Linked DNA regions of Gossypium hirsutum: region 2 is linked to region 1. Evidence: chromatin contacts called from public Hi-C data. All regions are on one chromosome and are shown on one strand. Each heading gives the region's core, a stretch centred on a gene start, on an enhancer-like site or on the middle of the called end of the contact. The rest is flanking DNA. Distances are from core to core; before and after follow the strand shown.

Evidence for each region. Hi-C and Micro-C count contacts between places; a contact is called where the count stands out from the background.
Region 2: a Hi-C map of leaf shows a contact between it and region 1, with 1.7 times the contacts expected there. The contact joins the promoter of LOC107953255 here to the enhancer-like site in region 1. A contact is called at or near these places in 2 of 34 Hi-C or Micro-C datasets (both in leaf).

Annotation. Positions count from the first base shown.
Region 1 is chrA07:20,652,620-20,658,575 of Gossypium_hirsutum_v2.1, forward strand. No RefSeq gene overlaps it. Among protein-coding and RNA genes, the nearest start is that of LOC107953265, 15 kb to the left of the region's middle. Within about 2 kb of position 3,757, at least 9 of the 9 cell types and tissues checked have an H3K27ac peak or open chromatin away from gene starts, as enhancers often do. A contact at or near this core is called in leaf, where this site is marked.
Region 2 is chrA07:20,819,065-20,825,271 of Gossypium_hirsutum_v2.1, forward strand. LOC107953255 reads right to left here and starts at 3,707. Exons shown (of 1, transcript XM_016888495.2): 1 at 2,625-3,707. The coding sequence starts at 3,285. The coding sequence ends at 2,710.

The DNA.
Region 1 (5,956 bases), core at 2,507-5,006:
ATATAAATGCATGAATCTATCATGAAAATATGTTGAATTAATTTGGTTGATGTGGATTGGTCTCGATTTAATATTACAGGGAATGTTAGATATTTATAAAAGAGCTATATTGAATATATAAAAAAAATTTAATTCGTAAACTCCGGTAATGCCTCGTACCCTATTCCGGCAATAAATACGGGTAGGGGTATTACAACCCCACAAAGGTAGTCAGCTGTCTCCATTGCTTTGAATTTCTCTTCAAGCCATTTACACCGATACTCGAGTTGTTTTGGCAGATCTACTCTTGCCTTTTCCATTTCTGCCACATTATCAAGGTCAGGGATAATGGGATTGGTTGGATTATCTCTCAGATTAGAGCCTGAGCCTGTTGAAAAGTTCATTGGTGCCGAGGCATCGGCCTGGTATTACTGGGGCCTAATAGTAACGGGTACCCCTCGTGGGTGCACCTCTGGTTGTGGTTGGGTGTTTGTTAGAGCAAAGCCCGGAGGATAGACAAGGTCTTCATTATCATTCCCTGAATTGATCGTAGTGCTCTTCCCTTTTTCACGTTTCTTAGCCAGCAACTGGGCCAGCTGGCTCATCATACTATCTTGGGATTCTTGCATTTTTTCCCTCATACCTTGTTGGATCTTAGCTAGTTGCTCTTGCATCTGTGTTTGTAATTGCTTTTGCATAGCCCTTTGCATCTATTACAATATTTCTAATCTATGATCCATTACTTTAGTTTTGCGACGGGTGTTGTAACAGTATTCGGTTGGTTGATTCTTGTTGGTTTCCAGATTAACTATCATAATTTTACCTAATTAGGGTCCTTTAGTGAAACTCTAATACAAATGATGTAATACAATGTAAATGCATGGAATGAATGTAAAAGAAAGAGAGACGTTGGTTCTGAATTCAATTTCATTAGAACAACTTTTCTAGAAAACAAATTCCTTTACATAAAACGGATTACATATACGGCCTTTTTCTCATATTCCAAGCGAAGACATCTATCTTCCTTTTCATATCCGGATGTTATAGTTGAGTCTTGCGAATTTTCTAAAAGATGCCCCCATTAACTCCTTTTTGCTTGATCCAGGCTACGACTTATTGCTTACTTATCCCCGGGATACTCGTCAGCTCCTTTAAGAAAGCCAAGACGTGACGGCTCTCGAATAATCTTTGTCGATTTTAATCATCGGGCAATGGAGCAAAGTCGTGTATTTCTTTATGAGCTATCAGCCTTCTTTCATTGTGTTTACTTAGACCATATTTAGACAACCATGTTATAATCCACTTTATCAAGAAATTCATTTTCTTATGACAAATTGTTCTATTTAGCAATCAAATATGAATCAACACCTCCTTTCTATGATGATGTAATACAATGCAGTTATAGACAAAACAAAATAAAATACGTCAGTATAGAAGAAATAATCAACAAAATAGAACACCTATCTGGGTGACCACTAGGGTTTGGCGTGGCTCTACCTAGGGTAGGCTCCTAGGTCTCTCTATATGTGGTTCGGTTCTAGAGTAAGGGTACCTGAACCGATAGATTCCTCGATCCTCACCCGTTATAGGCTTATATGGATTGAGTTCAGTTCAGGGGAATACATTTCCCTACAGCTATACGGAGATGAAAATCTCATGAAGACGTAGGTACGGATGTATCCCGGAAGCGATCCGCTATCCTATACGGAGGTGAAGACCTCACGAAGGAATAGTTTCTCACTCCCACTTAAAGGGTAAAATCGACCAATTCATGCGATGCGATATGCAACAATACATCAAAGAATTAAACCACTTGAAGCAAGCATATTATGAAGAGAACCACGAAAATAACAGACAACATGCAATGCAGTAATCGTAAATTTAAAACTGATTTTCAATTTTCGACAAAAGACAAAAATTAATCAATTTACAGCTCGACTCTCAAAGTCCCCAGTGGAGTCGCCAAGCTGTCGAAACCATTTTTTTGAAAACGGGAATCGACTTTGTTTGAAAGCGAAGATTAAAACGGGAGTCGCCACCAATCTTTATTAGGTGTGATCGGATCACTTTTGTTTTAATAAAACATTTTAGTTTACTAAAACAGTGTTTTTGGCCTACGAAACTTGAGAGAAGGGGTTCGGGAGTCGGTTACGTGCGAGGAAGGATTAGCACCCTCGTCACGCCCAAAATTGGTACCGAATTGATTAGTTAGTGTCTCAATGTCGAAAGTTGGAAATTGGGAACGAATTTAAAATATGATCCTTTTTATTAATGTATATTTTAAAGGGGCTTGAATTAGATCAAAACAATTGCTAAAGATTTCCTCGTCTTGAGATATCGAAGTATCACATCCCGTAAGTTAGGACACGATACCATGAACTCCCGAGCGCAAGTTTGTCTTTAATTTTAATTGGAATTCCGTGTTTTTTTTAAAACTCGAAAGGATATTTGGCTATTTAGAATCAACGAGAAAATCGAAACCCCGTAAGTTAGGGCACAATTCCTCGATGTTCCAAAACGCGAAACATTGCCTTGTTTAAAATATTTCTTTTTTGAATAATAGTGAACACGATATTTAAACGACATCCGTTATTTTGTTTGGAACAAAATCAAGCGATCCAAGTTGGATAAATATTAATTCACAATGCGATGACATGAAATAAAAATGCAATAATGGGCATGGAATAATAATACATGAATAAAATATTACACAAGTGAATGACAATAATATGAAAAAAGAAATAACGAATCATAGTACATGCAATGGCAATAATCATACAACATTTAAATGATAACATCGATAAATAAGGACCAATGAATTAAATGATAAAAAGGTATAAAACAAATTAAAATAAATAAAATGTGAACAAATTTTAGAATGATAATAAATGAGTTCAAAATAAGTGATGTAAAAAGGTATTTTAAAATCCATAACCACACAAAGTAGAATTTAAAAAAAATGAATAATTTTAAAATAATTAATATGTATATATAAAAGGTGTAAATAATATGTAAAAAAACCTAAAATAAATAATAAAATTATTTGAAATAAGTAAAATGGGTTTAAAATAAGGTATATAAAATAATTTTAAAATAAGTAATATATAAGTTAATTTAAAATGTTATATAACAAGTTAAAAAAATATATAATATGTAAAAAAATTAAAAAAAGGGACAAATAAATATATTTTATAATTATAATAGTTCAAAGGTAATAAAAAAGGTTGTTTGAAATATATAATGTACAATAACTTAAAAATAAACAATACAAAATAATTTAAAATAAATATATAACAAAACGATTTTTAAAAGAATTATAAATATATAAAAAGGCTTGAAGTAAACTATATGTATACATATATATAATAATAGGTAAGGAATATAAAATAAATAATACATATAAAATAGATCAGGATAAAATATATATGCAAAAAGCAAGTTAAAATAAATAATAATAATTTAAACAAACAGTACATTAAAATAAGTAAGAATAGATGTAAAGTAAATAACATATAAAATATTTGAAATAACATATAAATGAAATGTTTTTTTTTAAAAAAAGAAGTTAATAAATGGATTAAATAGATTTAGGACATGGTTAAAAACAAGTTAAAATTCGGGGTACAAAATTATAAATACTGAAAAGTTAATCAGGGATCTAAATGAAACGCCCCGAAACTAGCGGGGACTAGATGAAAAAAATCCCCTAAATGCTCTGCGTGCGTTTACCCTGACAGCACAATGGACCAAATCGAAAACCAAACGAAATCTAAGGGTTAAAATTAAAAAAAAAACAAAAAGAAAACAGGAAATGGAGCCCGATTGAATGGAGTTGCGAATGAAAAGGACTAATCGCACAAATTTTCCCTTTAGGGAGAATGTGCAAACCCCCATCCCACCAAACGACGTCGTTTCAAAGATGAAATAAAACCAAAATCTTCCTTCTTTTTCAATCTGCCGTTTCTTCTTTTATTTTTCAAGAAAAAACAAAACACCCTCTCCCCCTTTGTTTCTCAACTCTCTGTTAGGGTTATGAACCCTAGCCTTTGCGCCGTTAGCCCGTCGATTGAGAGGAAGAAAGTCTCTCCTCTCCTCCTTTTGGGTCTGATTTCAGCAACGGAGAGAGTCTCCGGTGACACAATCACAGGGATTCCGGGCAAGCCCTCTCCTTCTCTTATTATTTTTGTTTAAAAGAGATTTAAAAATAAAAGATAAAAAAATATATATAAAAAAATAAAAAAGAAAAGAACACGAAAATGGAAATCGAAATCAACCTTTTTTTTTCTTCTATTTTTGCTTTTTGATTGCTTAATGTTCGTAAAAAAAAATTACAAATGAAAATCGTGGCTCTTATAGCCAATTCATAAACTGTTAGTTTTCATTTTTTTTTGTCTTTTTGCATGTTGTTTCTTCTGCTTGGCTTCTTTCGTTTGCGTGTTGTAGGTGGTTGTCAGAGATGTCAGATGCGTGTGACAAAGCGGCGCGCGTGGTGGACAAGGGTAGCGTGCGGCGCTGGTCAAGGGCAGAGGGGTATGCGGCGGCTGCACCTTGGGGACTAAGGTTTTGTCTGTTGAAAAAAAAGTTTAAGATAATGGGCTAGGGTTTGATGTAATGGGTCATTTGGTTTTGGGTTTGGGCCTGCTGTTTGTTTTTGTAAAATGGACTTTATTTGGTTATTTGGATTTTATTTTTTTGTTTATTTGTCTGGGCTAAAAATTGGCCATTACACCAATCATTAGGAAAGAGAGAGCAAATATTCTCAGATATTCTCTGAATTTATTGTGTGCTAATTTGGAAGATCAAATCTTTAAGATCCGGTAAAATTTCAAGGAATTCATGGATTCAGGTAAGTTTCCCCATCTAGTTTTATTTTTGATTTATTCTTGATAAATTGACATGATAGATCCTGATTTATTAAGTTTTATTTCAGATTTATTTTACAAATCTAACACTAAATTCTCATTTAATTATTATATAATTTTTAATAAATATATTTTTATAGCAACATTTTTCACCCACATCTTTGGTGTGCTATAATCTAATATTTTCATGGATCTTTTGCTACTACTTAGAACACATGAGATCCAAAATTTAATGGCTAAATATGAACTCAATCTCAATAGGAAAAAGGTTAATTGATTTAGTGTTGTCGGATATTTAGATGATTTTATTTGGTCGATTTTGAGTGAAGATCTCAAAAAATTAAGAATTTTTGTATCTCTTTTTCAATATTAGATTGAACGTGCTATAATCTAATATTGAAATATCCAAATTGTAATGATTAAAAATACACTCAATCTCAATAGAAAATTTTTTTTAAATGATTAGTGTTGTTAGATATAGATGATTTTGCTTGGTGGGATTAGAGTGGAGTTCTCAAATACTTGGGGATTTTTGTGTCTTCTTTTCGGCATTGGATATAGTGTGTTTTAGATGTATTGATTCGATGCTCTAAAAGTGTGGCTTTTAGCAAGGATAAGCCTGAATGATACTCTACTACTCGAAAGAAGAGTTGTTGAATTCATATCGATTTTTTTTGGCTTCCAATTATATAAAAACTATATAAAAATTGAATAATTTTTGTTTGTTAACTTTTTTTACATAGAATTCACAATTCTATATGACAGTTTAAGTCATGTTAATAATTATTTAAATTTTAAAAATTTTAAAAATTATTAACAATTCAGAAAATATAAAAATATTTTAATTATATAAAAATAATAAAAATTAAAAATGATAATAAATATTTAATTTTTTTTCTTCTTTTCCATTTCCATTGATATACAAAATAAATTTAAAATTTAAATTAAAATTTCAAATTTTCTTCATTTTACTTTGCAATTATTCCTTCTTTAACTGGAGCTTTTCCCTTTTTCTTTAACTCCAACAACCAGATCCCCTCTCGCATTCACGATATCTGCCCAATCACCTCGTCTTGAAGTCCTACATATGCTTATGGGCTTGGGTTTATCAAGAG
Region 2 (6,207 bases), core at 2,457-4,956, 170 kb after region 1:
TAGGTAGTTCTAGCCATTGTATAAAAAAAAGTAGATATGATAAAAACTTATAATGAGATTGATGTTAAAAAAAAAAAGACTTGTTCACTATTAAGAAAAAATATTTTTTTTTGTTTTTAATTAGTCCTAGACTTTATTTAAGAAAAAAAATTAAATTGTTTAGAATGATAAAAAAAACAAAGGGCAAATTGGTCTAAAATTTAATATTACACTCATAATCTAAGATTACTTAAGGAATGGACCGTAATAAGATGACAGAGTATAATACGAGATAGCCGAAATTTTGAAATTCAAACACCATAATCTCATTCCAAAATGTAACATATCGTAATGTTACATTCAACGAACCAAACACCTCCTAAGTGTCATATTGCATTTTGCTTCTTCTACTCGAAAAAAAATAAATGTCCTTGTACATTAGATCAAAAAGCAAATTGGTCATTTTTGTTAAAATTTTCATCTATTTCTACTGTTAATAACTAGCATGACTGACAGAATAACCAAAGAGTGACATGTGTCGTGCCACTTATACCTCATACTGACGTACTGAGGCTAGTTTTTATAAATGAAAATAAATGAAATTCTTAACAGAAGGATAAATTTATTCTTTGATCTAACGTACAGTGACTAATTTATTTATTTATTTTAGTAAATAGGACAAAATGTAATCCGACTTATAATATAAGTACCTCTATGATATTTTTATAGATGAGCGATTATTTTTATCAATTTTCTTGCTTTCTTTAAATAGCAATAAAATTTAATAATACTATATAGAAAAGACAGTATTAATTATAGGTAGAAATTTGCAAGATCAAAATTTAAGGGAAAAAAAGAAGAAGAAGAAAGAAGATGACATATGAAAGAACTTGAGATCTTCATCATGTGATATTACCGTCTTTTTTTTTCTACTAAACAAACGGTGATCCAACCATTTTTGATATTAACACTTGAATTCGTTTATATTTTTATCATCCATCATTAAATTGATAATAAAATTTTTTTTAATTGGTATAATAACACATTTAGTCCTCAATATTTACATATTTTATTAATTTAATTTTAATTCTAAATAATTCAATAAATTTAACCTTTTACATTAATAAATTCTATCAACTTGATCCTCAAACTTCCTAACTAAAACTTTCAACTTTTAAAACAAAGGCATTCTACGTCTATAAATTTGTAAACCACACCCCCCCAAAAAAAAACACACACACATCTAGCTTGTGCAATTTATCCTAGTAGTTGGATATATGATTAATTGATTCACGAATTTGATTGTATAAATCAATTAAAAATATAATTTTATGATTTTGTATAAATTTTATAATTGATATTATATTTAAGTTTAAATCATTTTATATATTTTGTAATTCAATATCTTATTTAATAAAATTAATGTATTAAATCATTATTGTATATGATATATATAATTTCCTAGATTAAATATATATGAAAAAACGTTTATAAAATCTATTAATTTTTTATTTATGAAATCTATTTGTAATAATTTTTTTTTATAAAACTCTTTATAAAATTTGTTTATTTTTTTTTAGAAACTGTTTTAAGTTTTTTTTTAAAGTTTATTTTTTATTAATCTATTTTAAAAATATTTTATTTACATAGTTTAAATTTAAATTCAAGTATTCAATTAAAAATTTTAAATTATTTTTAATTTACTAATAGTTAGATGGCTACTAATGTAATTATCCTAAAAAAACACTTAGAAACCATATGTATAAATTACAAAATGATTAAATATATTTTAATTAATAGTCGCATATTTAGCCCATGCATTGCATTAGTATATTTTATTGTATGGGATATAAAAGGATGTCTTTGTTTTCTTGAGATATCCCTTGTATTGCTTACGAATCATATGGGTTAAATGATAAAAAAAAGTTAATATCTAAAATTGTGAGTTTTGAGCATTGTAAATTAAAAAAAAAAAATTTGGGTTACTTTGATATCAATATAGTGCCTCTTACCATTTGCTTTATTGGACAAGTTTTTTTTTTTTGGTTGGGTGGTGGTTTACAAATTTAATGATGTAGAGTGTCTCTTTTTTAAAAGCTGAAATTTTTTATTAAAAAATTTAAAAATTAAAATTATAAAATTTATAAATATGAAGGGTTAAATTTATTAAATTATTTAGAATTGAGATCAAATTAATAGGATATGTAAGTATTAAGGACTAAATGTTTTATTATAATAATTAGAATAAAATTTTTCATTATCAATTTAATTGCGGATACCATACCAAAACATGTGTAGTTTAAAAAAAAAAAAAGGTTGAAATGTTACCCCAAAAGCTTACTCATCTTAATCTCCGCCTTCGACATGTGAATTTTGAAACTAACACCATTTTTCTTTCTTTTCGGTACTTCCCAATCTCACAAAGCCTAATCAAATGCAACTCCAACATTCAATATAACATCATAGCTCCCCTGCTACATATGTATGATTTTAAGTACTTGATAAACAAGGGGATTTTTACACCACACAGATGGCAATGATTATGAAGCTTATACATTTGATTCTCCACCCAAAGTTGGGTTATTTTCAAAAGATATGCTTCGACAATAGAGCTTATCCATGCTTGAATATGACAAGTCAACAACTTGATGTAAACTTTTTATTACCATAAATCAAAAGCAGAGACATAGTTGTACATCCATTGTAAGTTAGAGCATATACAGCAATTAACTACGAAGCAAGGAAAAGCTCCAATTGGGATTCATTTTCTTGATCAATCACATCAAGGACAACCGGATCAACGGTAACATGACACTCCACGTGGACTTTAAACCTATGTTCCCACCATAGCATCTTAGCGGTGCCGCTAATCTCCACCTTAGCATCCAGCGCCATCTCTCTTTTGGCCACGTCCGCGAAAAACTTACCCGCATGGTGAGCCAACTCTATCCCGTCCAGACGAGCCGGTAGCTCCAAGACCCGGCAAGAGCGGGGCGGTTGGGACCCGGCTTTGACATGAGCTTCCCCAAGGAAGGAGCCGTCGTAGAAGATGGACATCGTGGTGGAAGAGTAATGGATGGGGGTGATGTTGGGGTTGCTGACGTGGACAGTGAGGGTTAGGTCGGCGTTGATGTTGGAGAGGTTGATCTTGAAGGAAGTGAGTTTGATGGAGATGAGGTGGAAAGTTGGGTCTTTGGGTTTGGCACTGATGAGAGCGGCGGCGGCCGTGGCCGAGGCTGCGCCGATTAACGCGGAGGTCCAACTCCAATTTACCTTGTTAGCCGTGGGTTTTGGCGCAAGGTCCATTGAATGGAGTGAGAGATTGGGGAAGGTACAGGGCGATGGATAGGCGTGAGGTGAAATGACGTAATTATCCACACAAAGGTTGGCTGGCTTTTCTTATTTATCAGGGTTTTGGATTTTCATGAGGAGACGGAATCAAGTTCCGCAATTACCTCATCGATCTTGGAGTTTTTAATTGAATCTTTTGTAATTTAAATTTAATGTATTAGTAGTAAATCTAAATATTTACTAAATTTATATATAAATTTTTTTGTTATTGATAGAAATTTTGGAAAATGCTACAACATTATTTATTCATAAATTTTAATTGAATTTGTCATGTAGCCAGGCCGTGTGATAGAGTTTAAACTATGTGGCTCAAAAATATGATCATGTGGCCAAATCGTGTACAAATTGAAATATGGATCACACGGTCGTGTTCCAATCAATGTGTCCGCCCGTATAAATTTTCGAAATAAGGTCACACAGTCATGTCGCCAACTGTGTGTATTCGAATTAAGGTCATACTGCCATATAATAGCCTGATGCCGTGTGGAAAAATCTACACATAAAATCAAGAAGACACACAGTCGTGTTATGAAGTGCGTAACTAATATCACATTATACAATATCTTTAAAACTATGTAATTTAACACATTTTCATTAATAATCATACAATCATCTCATTCCAATTCAAATTCACATCTCAATAATATATATATATGCATACTTACCAAATGATGCAATATACAAAAGCAACATTTTAAATAGTTTGAATTATAGAAATACAAACTGTAAACTCCGAGCTATTCGTCGATGATCTTATCTTTTCCTTTCTTTTTCAAGGAATCTGGGTCGACCTTAGCTACAAAATTAAACAAACAATACAATTCATTAATACACAAACAATTTCACATTCAATTGCTAATTTATATAACTTTTGCACTTTAATCAATTTAGTCCCTAAAATCGGGATTAGCCTAACTTCCACATTTAACCTCAAATTTTTATGCCAATTTCACTGTAAGTCAAATTTAACTCTCTCTATTTCTTTTTTCTACACCTAAATTTCAAAATTTTTACAATTTGGTCCTTATTCCCCAAAATCAACAATTAATTTCACAATCTAGTCATTTTTCACTTCTAATCTAAAAATCTATCAAATTAACCCCTAAAGTTTTAGCTATTCAAAAATGGTAACATCTAAAATCTTAAGCAGTACCAAAAAATAGGACATGGGTTATCTAACTCATAATACCGGGATCCCAAAAACATAAAAATTACAAGAAATTGGACTAAATTGACTAACCAATTTAACCTTAAAAAATCAAAACCTTAAGTTGTTTCTCCCAAGTTCTTCTTCCCATCTTTGACATACAAGAAAATGGAAAAATGCTAAGCTGTTCCTCTTTCTCCTCGCTATGTTACTTGTTTTCATTTTATTTTTATTTCATTTACTCATTATTATAACTAAGTATTATAACATAATATATATTACATATACTACAAAACATAACCAGCCATCATTAAAACATATCAATAATGATCTATTTATTTTACGAGTCCTAGATATTCAATTTCTATTTATAATTTCTTTAAAAATCTTACTTTATTAATTTATACTATTTAGTCATTGTATTCCAATTAAACACTATTTCATCAAATTTACCTATCCGAAAATTCAATTCACTTTTAAGATATCTTTGAAAATATTTAATAAAAATATTTACGAGTCAGTTTTACGAAAACGGAGTCCTGTAACCATACTTTCCGTTACTACTGACTTTTGGGTAGTTACATCCATGCCATCATGTCCTCATTTTGTGGAGATTTGCAATAATGCTGGAACTAGTGGTGATCTCATGGTGAAACAATTGGTCTGGTCACTAAAAGGAAATGTCTTCGACTGATACACTGACCTTGATCCTAGAATAATTAACAATTGGGAACAACTTAAATGTGAATTTCTCAACAGATTCTACAGCACTCGTTCCATTGTAAGCATGATCGAACTTACTAGGGCACAACAGTAGAAAGATGAACCAATCATTGACTACATCCATAGTTGGAGGAATCTAAATTTGAACTCCAAGGAAAGATTGTCAGAATCTTTAGCCCTCGACATGTGCATCCATGAAATGAACAGCGATTACGCTATAGTCTTCAAGGCATTAAGCCAAAAGCCTTTGAAAAGTTAGCCACTCAATCTCGTGATAAGAAGTTGAGTAAGGCAATTTCTGGAAATCTAAAGCCTTCATTCCAAGATCCGAAAAAGGACAATAAGAAGAAACTCACAAAGGGGGACAAAGTGAGCAATCTATGGCTATAAACACTAAGCCTCTCAAAGTGTCTTTGAAATCCAATCAATCTTCTTAATCTTAAGACAGAAGCAATATTCCCATTAGGTAGTTTCCCATTGCCACCATTCTTATCATTTTCACCATCACCATTTTTATCTTATTTTTCCTTATGGTCTCTTCTACCATTACCTATCTTATTGGGCTTAGAAGATTAAAACTTGTTTTTTCTTGGACCAAGCTCGACAAAAGACTCTTCCTTGACCATGGCTTTGGTAAACTCTTTGACCCCTAGCCAACATAGCTCTTGTTTCGCCCAAGGCTTCAAAACTCATCCTTGAACCAGTAGAATGGCTCATTCTCACTCGAATCAAAGATTTGGAGTAACAACTCAATGAACTCTCGAACAGTGCCTTATTGCATAAGCAGGTGCAACTTATCTTGAGCCTCCTCATTGACATATTGTAGGCAAAACTATTTTTTAAATTCATCCTAAAACTCCATCCAAGTCTCAATAGTGGTATCGCTTCATCTCTCATCAGTGAACCTATAATGCCACCATAGAAGAGCGAAATTAATAAAATATCTAGTAGTAGTATTTACCTTAGCGTCTTCATCCTTGATGCCCATAACATGAAAATATTATTCC